Linked DNA regions of Ovis aries: region 1 is linked to region 2. The links are chromatin contacts, called in public Hi-C maps. All regions are on one chromosome and are shown on one strand. The core of a region is the stretch at or near the end of the contact, and the rest is flanking DNA. Distances in the headings are between cores, read along the strand shown.

Region 1 (4,054 bases), core at 800-3,299, 170 kb before region 2:
TCTGCCCACGTGTCTGTGTGTGTGTGCACGTTTATACAGAGATATACAGCCAGGCACCACACCAGGTCCACCGTTCCACATCCTATCCAGGAATATACCCTCTGTTCTACATTCTAGCCATCTTTAAGTCCACTTATCCTGGCGGGGACAATGAACTATCGGGTTGGGAACAACTTGCGTTTTCTAAAACTATTAAAATCCTCAAAGTTAGGAATTCTACCCCACTGCCCCACAAGCGCACTTACACATTCAATCAATGACCTCTTTTTTTTTTTTTAGTTTTGGTGCTGCTGAGTCTTCATTGCTGTGGGCGGGCTTTCTCTAATTGTGGCAATCGGGGGCTTCGCTTGTTGCAAAGAACAGGCTCTAGGCGCCTGGGCTTGGTTGCTTCACAGCATGTGGGATCTTCCTAGACCAGGGATGGAACCCGAGTCCCCTGCATTGGCAGGAGGAATTTTAACCACTGGACCACCAGGGAAGTCCAATCACTGACTTTTTGATCATTAATTCATTCAACAAACATTTTATTAAAAACCTGTACGGATGTGAGAGTTAGTCCAGAAACAAGGCTAAGTGCTAAAGAATTGATACTTTCAAACTACGGTGCTGGAGAGAAGACTCTTGAGAGGCCCTTGGACAGCAAGGAGATCAAACCAGTCAATCCTAAAGGAAATAAACCCTGAATAATTCACTGGAAGGACTGTTGCTAGAGCTGGTGTTTCAATGCTTTAGCCACCTGATACGAAGGGCCGCCTCATTGGAAAAGACCCTGATGCTGGGAAAGACTGAAGGCAAAAGGAGAAGGCGGTGGCAGAGGGTGAGACGGACCTGAATTTGAGCAAACTCCAGGGGACAGTCGGAGACAGAGGAATGTGGCGTGCTATAGTCTATGGGGTCGCAAAGAGTCAGACACGACTTAGCTACTGAACAACAACAACAAAAGGGACTAGTACATGAAATGCACAAAAACAAACAAACGCCAGCTGTGCACTAAGATGCACGGGAGGGAGAAGCCCGTGCACTGTCCAGGAGCATCACGAGCATCTTACTCTGACGACAGAGCTGGGTCAGGGGACGGTGGGTGAAGCTTTCGAGGGCTCTGCCACCCTGAAGAGTCTGGATTCTTACTTTGAGGATGCTGGGAAGCTGATGGAGGGTGAGCAGCCGGCCACAAACTCCGAATATTTTTGTTTGTTCAGGAGAAGACTGGAGAAGCCTGGTTACCCTAAAGTAACCACATTGGAGGATGTGGTCAGAACAACAAGCAAAAAAGGAGGAGGCCTTGGACGAGAGAGGAGGTCAGAAACACTGGGTGGGGAAGATCCCCTGGAGAAGGGCATGGCAACTCACGCCAGTGTTCTTGCCTGGGAAGTGCCATGGACAGAGGAGCCTGGTGGGCTCTAGTTCATGGGGTTGCACAGACACACACTGAGCGCACATACCACACCAGGAAACGCTGTACAAGCACCTGGCCCCGGGGGCTGTCCTTCGGGGCTGGCCCGAGAGGTGGAGTGCTGTGTGAATGGTGGTGCCATTCTTCAATAAGTGATTCCTGTGGGGGGCAATGCTGACTTCATCTTGAACTTGCTGAACCTGCAGACTGAATTAGTGAGCTACCTACTACTGCCTGCCTGCAGTCCAGTGCGAGACCTGAGCTGAAAAATTAACATCTGGGAGTCACTACACACAAGCAGTAGGTAAATCATCAGTGAAGAAAAAGGAGAGGGCTAAAGACAAAGCCATGAGTAACACCAAAAGGTAAGCGATGCAGAACCAAAAAAGATCCCTGAAGACCTCAGTGAGGGCTGCCAGGGAAGTAGGAGGAAAGCCCTTTACTTCTCAGAACCCGCACGTGTCCTAATTTTTTGGTCCAGAAAATAAGGTCACTATAAACATACCTAAGACTGAACCAAATTCACAGTGCTCACAATAAAAAGCCATCTATATAGGTCACTATTTTGAAGGAAGAGGGAAGATTGGAGGCGGTGACAACCAGGAGGCCACAGGTTGCTAAGCTACTGGGTAAAATAAGACGGGGCGTCTACCCATGTCGAATAAATCCAGGCTTTTAAGAATGTGCCCTAGAATGATGCAACCTTCATTAGTTACCATAGCGATGAGCTTCATTTCCCTGGGGGACAATTGTTATTTTTGCCACCACTCGGGGTGGAGGTGCAGGGAGTGAATCCTACTGTGTTTTGAAGACCCTGAATTTTCAGGGATTACTTTTCTACTAGATCACACATTACAACCTCCTTACTAACAAAGGCAATCCCTATCAATCTGCAGACTAACAGAACTTTGAGCAGTGGGATGTGAGTCAATGTCTTTTTGTAGTTTTCACAGTGACATGCTTCAAGGGGAAAAAAAAAAGTGCCTCTAATGCAGAGAGAATGTCGTGGAGATTCTTGGAAAACAGAGCTGAAAGATTTTTTTTTTTTTCCTATGATTATTCGTAGTAAGAACTGACTATGACATTCTCATTATATGCATTCAGATCACACGGAGTAAAGAAACTAAATCAAATCTTCTACAAAACACTGTGTATTTCTGTATGGAGGGTTTTTCCCAGGATAGACAGAGGCTGCTGTGTGGACTGAATGAAGGCGGCTGGGGGATTTCAGAGTCAGGGGCTCAAGCTGGGAGCTCTCCAGATTCTAGACCACAGTGCCAGGCAGCTCAGTTCCAAGTATTAACCAGCTCACTACATCAGACCTAAACAACTCTGCTGAACCACAGACACTTGGACTTCTTTTCCCACGGCTGTAGGAACCTAGCAATCAGCAGCTGGAGAAGAGATGTGGCTGTTTTATAGTTCAACACCTTGAGCTTTGAAAGGAACTCCTGCTTTAAAAACAAAAACAGTCATTCCAATCATTTACAGCCTCGTGTTTCATCAAGGGGTGCTAACCGCAGCCATTCCCCCCAGGGCATTTTAACCAGCTGGATAATTTCTCTTCAACCAAAGGTCACCAAAGCCTTTACATTTAGAGTTTTAAAAGTCACGACCAAATGGCAATATCTTCATTGGTTTTTGTGTGAGTGTGTGTGACTCTTTGCCACCCCTTGAACTGTAGCCCACCAGGCTCCTCTGTCCATGGGGTTTTTCAGGCAAGAATACTGGAGAGGGTTGCCATTTCCTTCTCCAGGGGATCTTTCCCACCCAGGGATCAAACCCATATCTCCTAGATCTCCTGTCATTGTTTCTTAAAAATCTATAAAATGAAATCTCCAAATGAGATTAAACAAACCCAGATGTCAGAGGAGAGATTATAAACACACATGAAATACAGGTAATTGTTATCTTTATCAATCAGTAGTAAGAGTCTTGAGAGAAACAAGCCCCTAATTCTGAGTCCTTTTATTACTGATAAACCCTATTCTGTGCCTGCAAATAGTTTACTTGCAGTGGAGACTTGTTTTGCATATTTTGTTTTCTTGGTAATTTAACTCAGTGGCTAATGTTTAAGCACAGACTTCCTGCCCTGGCACAGTTGTGGGTTTTACCATTCTCAAAACTCCTTCCCCATAACAACTGTTACCTGGCTATCTGCTCTCCCATGTGAGCATAACTCCCCTACAAGCCTCTGGGACTCCTAGGCAAAATTAAGCTTCAGGATCACACCGTATCTTGCCAATGTAAGGACAGTTACATTAGCCATCAATGCCAGTGAGCAATGCTGGTCCTTTGCCCCACTGGACAAGTAATTTCTTAAAGACTTCAAAATGTTTATCTTTAAATATTTTTATCTTTGATTTTCTTAATACCTACAGTACTTTAATTTTGAATACATACAGTACTTAGCATAAGAGGGATGCTTAGAAAAGGTCATAAAGATACATTAAAGAAAAAAAGAAAAGAGAAAAAAATGAACACATTCCCAGTGCGATGGTGAAGAACAGCCCACAGGGAAGTACCAGGAATGTCCCAGAGCTCAGAGGCTGGACAGTTTCTGGATGTTAGTTAGCATCAGAGACCCCATCTGCTCCTAAGTCACAGCCCCTCATAGGACAGAGAGTCATGAGGACAAGCCTTGAGCAGCTGGTTTGAGCA
Region 2 (3,969 bases), core at 839-3,338:
AAGCAGTGTTTCTCAAATCTGAGAAATGTAAAAAATAATTCTTATTCTAGAGAATACATTTTCTGACAGGCAGGAGTCCATAGACCACAGTTTGAAAAGCACTGACAGAGAAAACTGGGGACAAATTTTATGAAGAGTTCTTTCAGTTGCAAATTATCACTTTGAAAAAAAATTTTGTCTTTGTGACTTATAAAAAATTTGAATATTGTAATTAAAATAAAAACAAAAATTTTTAAAGTATCAAGGAACTCTTAATTCCTTATCTCCAGGTCTAGGATTCCATTTTGAGAAACATTGCTTTAAGGGACCACTTAAACTTACTGACCCTAGAAAATGTTATTTCCCCAGGGAAATAACATTTTTTCTTTTCTGAATTATTTAGTATCTAATCACTTTCTGTTCTGTAGTAGCTAATATATGGGCAATATTTTTCTAGAAAAACCATAAGTTCTTTGAAGGCAGGGATAATATTTTAATCATTTTTAACTCCACTTAGCAAATACTGGATGTAATCTCTCTACTCCACCTTATCTTGTAGTCTAAATCTCTTAAAAATACTTTACTCTTCCATGGAACCTACTCACAGAAGTGTATTACTGAACTAGCCCTACTATAACAAAAGTTCAGAGACTATCTTAAATGTTAGTAAAGTCTAAGTTAAAAAATTCAAAATTTAAAAAAATGCCACAAAACATGTTTTACGTTAACAGTAATAGGAACAATTTCTTTCAATGACCAGTAGGCAAATAATTAAGAATTTCAGAATAAACGGTAGAAATGTAAGGCTAGTAGGGAAGACTTGTCTTATATGGGTTGTATGTCCCTAAGTCAAACTGTCGACTAGCATATTTGAGGAAACTTTTCCTCGGACATTTAAGATTCATTATGTCATCTGGCTTGATGACAGGGGCTGGTTTTTAACCGAGAATGTCTTCCCTCATGCAGTATCTGGATGGAGCCTGATACAGTGTATGTGAAAGAGCACTGGAAGGGTTATGCAGAACCAATCTTACGTGTCACCTGGGCAGCCAAGTCAGTTTGTTTAAATAAAGAGTAATGGATTATGATTTGCCAGCGTCCCTTTTAGCTCTGAAAACTAACATTCGATGGCTCTAAGTAAATATGGCTTGACAGAGGTTACTTCTTTGGGTAAGACGGGTTATTTCCCTCCCAGTATAAAAAGGGCTATAAACAGTTTATCGATATTTGCATCTTTCCCGACTGTCCTTTTAGGGCTGAGTTGGTGGGGGGCGAATGGCTTATATCCTTTTCGGTGGGTCCTGCAACGAGAGGGGTACTGGCCAGGTCCAGCCCTCGCCCTCGGTCGCTGCCCAGGGCCAAGCACGGCTGCGGGCGAGGGTTGCCCGTGGTCCCCACTCCCCAGCGGGAGCGGTGTGACTAGCGGAGGAGATTAGTCCCTGGTCATAAACAACCTCTCACTTCCCCTCCCCCGCCCCGCCCGCGCCGGGGCCGGCCCTCCGAGGGCCAAGGAACCTCCTCCGACGACCGCCGGCCCAGAGCCCTCCTCTGGGGGGCGACCGCGGGCCTGCCGCTGACTCCTACCCGGGCTTTTGATCACGCTATACTCATCCCTCCTCACTGGCCCACAGGGAAGGGGTTCGCTACCAAGACCTCAGAAGAGGAGCTGAGGCCAACCTCCATTTCCCTTCCCCCGACCCCTACCACCTCCGACAGCCAAGGAGAGGCCGCCGTGCCTGACGCGCAGACTCACAGCCGCGCCGGCCCTGGGCGCGCCGACGCAGCCCCCACCCCACGGCCCTTCCGTGGCCAGTCTCCGCCCCTTCCCGGAGCCCGCCTCCGCGTCGGCCGGCCCGCCTGCTCTCCCCTCGCGCTCGCTCTCGCGCGCACCCGACGCCCCGCCTCTGCGCGTGCTCCATAACTGTTCCCGGAGCCGGCCTCCAAGCTTTCCCCGCCCCAGAGCTGTTTGAATATGCTAATAAGAGGCCAGGGGCCAGCCAATAGACTAGCGGGGCGGTGCGTCACGTGGCCAGAGGACGTGTCAGAGGGCGGAGCCTCTGCGGCCCCTGCCCGAGTTAAAACCGGAGTGTGAGGGAGAAAAGCGCTTCAGTAGCGAGAGGGGCTGAGAAAGTGGTGACACCGCCGGGGTGCGGAGGGAGTCCCTGAAACTTCTCCCAACAGCCCCAGGGCCAATCTCCCCTCAGCCCACTCCCCTCTTCGCCAGCTCCCAGGTCCCCACTCCCTGCGCCGGGGGTGGGGTAGGGAGCCAGGCCCGTCTCCCGCTGGGACACACACAGGGGCCGGGAGCGGGGACGGGACCCCCGAGGCGGGGGGGGAACGGACCGACAGACAGACGGCCGGGCGCCCGCCCCAGCGGGCAGGCAGGCAGGAGGAGGCGGAGGAGGCGGGGGTACGACGGGGAGGACTGGGTCCGGGGAGTTTCCTCTCAACTATCGGGGGAGAAACTCCCCGCAGCCGGAGGAAAGACCCAGACGGTGTTTTCCTCCCGGGGGCCGCGCTCCCCCGCCCCGCGTTAGCGGCGGTTGCCGCCGCCGCCGCCGCCACCGGCGCCTCCACCTCTACCATCTCCTCTTTCTCCACCACCTCGGGCCCCGGTGTCCCCGGCCAGCACTATGCCCATCTTACTGTTCCTGATAGACACGTCTGCCTCTATGAACCAGCGCAGCCATCTGGGCACCACCTACCTGGACACGGCCAAAGGCGCGGTAGAGACCTTCATGAAGGTACCGACCGACCGAGCCCGGGGGGCGACCCCGGCCCGGCGGCCCGCGGGCGGCAGGGGTTGGGGGGAGGGCGGCCAGGGGCGGCGAGGCGGAGGTGTCGGGGACCTGACTGCGGGAGCTGCCGGGCTCGGGGACCCCCTCCCCCACCGCGCGGGCGGGCGGGCGGCCGGGCGCTGCGAGCCGGGCTCGGCCAGGGCCCGGGCTCCGGCCCCGGGCGGTGTGTGTGTGAGGGGCCGATGTGTGTGTGTGTGTCTGTGTGTTGGGGGGGTGGGCGGCCGCGGCGTGTGCGGTAACTGTGGGGGGGGGGGGTGCGGCGGGGCCGCTGGGCGCCCCTTCTCCGCCTGCTAACCTCGCCTGTGTGCTTTCCTCTCGCCCGCCCTGTTCCTGCTCCCGTTTTCCACCCGTTCTCCCGCAGCTCCGTGCCCGGGACCCTGCCAGCCGAGGAGACAGGTATATGCTGGTCACTTTCGAAGAGCCACCCTATGCTATCAAGGTAACAACCCTCGCCCTCCCCCTCCCCTTCCCCGTCCCTTCCTCTCTCGCCCTCCCCGCCCCCCCATTCACCCTTCCTTATGCTCCCCTCCCCCACCCGCTGTGCTCTAGGCGCTGAGGTCTTCTCCCCTGCGGGCTCCCACCCCCTCCCCCCGCTCCGGAGCGTCCCGGCGCGGCGCGGAGTCGCCGGGCCACCGCCGTCCCCTCCCCAGCCCGGCCCGGCGGCGGCGGCGGCGGCGGCGGCGGCGCGGCGATCAACATGGCCGACATTTCCCCTCCGCGGCGTGAGCGGCAGCAATGAACTGTGGGGGATATTTATTCAAGTTAGCCCGAGTGACAGCCGGGCCCGGCCGCGCAGAGCCCGGGTTTGCATTAAAGGGGAATCGGCTCGAGGCCGGGGCGTGCCGACGGGCGGGGGGCTTGCGATGTGGGGTGGGGTGGGGTGCAGCGGGGCCGGGTCTCCGGATTCTCCCCGAGAGGGCCGCGGGGCCGGTGGGGCAGCTCCGGGTGAACTTCGGAAGTGCTGCTCACTTCTGCTTTCCACCAATACCTCTGCATCCCCGGATTTTTGGGCACGAGGTTGGGGAGTGCATCTCCCCGGGAAGTTATGAAGTATTAAGGCTGGTAGCCACGGAAAGCTGTAGAGCCAGCAGGTTTATTCTCGGCCACCTCTGGAAGAGAGTTTCTTTAGCAGAGAGACGGCATTGACACTTTACCCCAAACCGTACTGTAAAGTCGAGCAGCTGCTTGGTGA

The links. A called contact is a pair of places that touch in the nucleus more often than the background predicts.
Region 1: a Hi-C map of hypothalamus shows a contact between it and region 2, with 4 times the contacts expected there. The contact joins the enhancer-like site here to the promoter of INTS6 in region 2. A contact is called at or near these places in 5 of 16 Hi-C or Micro-C datasets (blood, hypothalamus and tail adipose tissue).

What each region holds. Positions count from the first base shown.
Region 1 is chr10:21,393,391-21,397,444 of ARS-UI_Ramb_v3.0, reverse strand. The region is part of intron 1 of WDFY2 (WD repeat and FYVE domain containing 2); the gene reads right to left. Among named protein-coding and RNA genes, the nearest start is that of WDFY2, 61 kb to the right of the region's middle. Within about 2 kb of position 2,049, at least 8 of the 54 cell types and tissues checked have an H3K27ac peak or open chromatin away from gene starts, as enhancers often do. A contact at or near this core is called in hypothalamus, where this site is marked.
Region 2 is chr10:21,226,786-21,230,754 of ARS-UI_Ramb_v3.0, reverse strand. It overlaps INTS6 (integrator complex subunit 6), which reads left to right and starts at 2,088. Exons shown (of 20, transcript XR_009595210.1): 1 at 2,088-2,723; 2 at 3,139-3,216.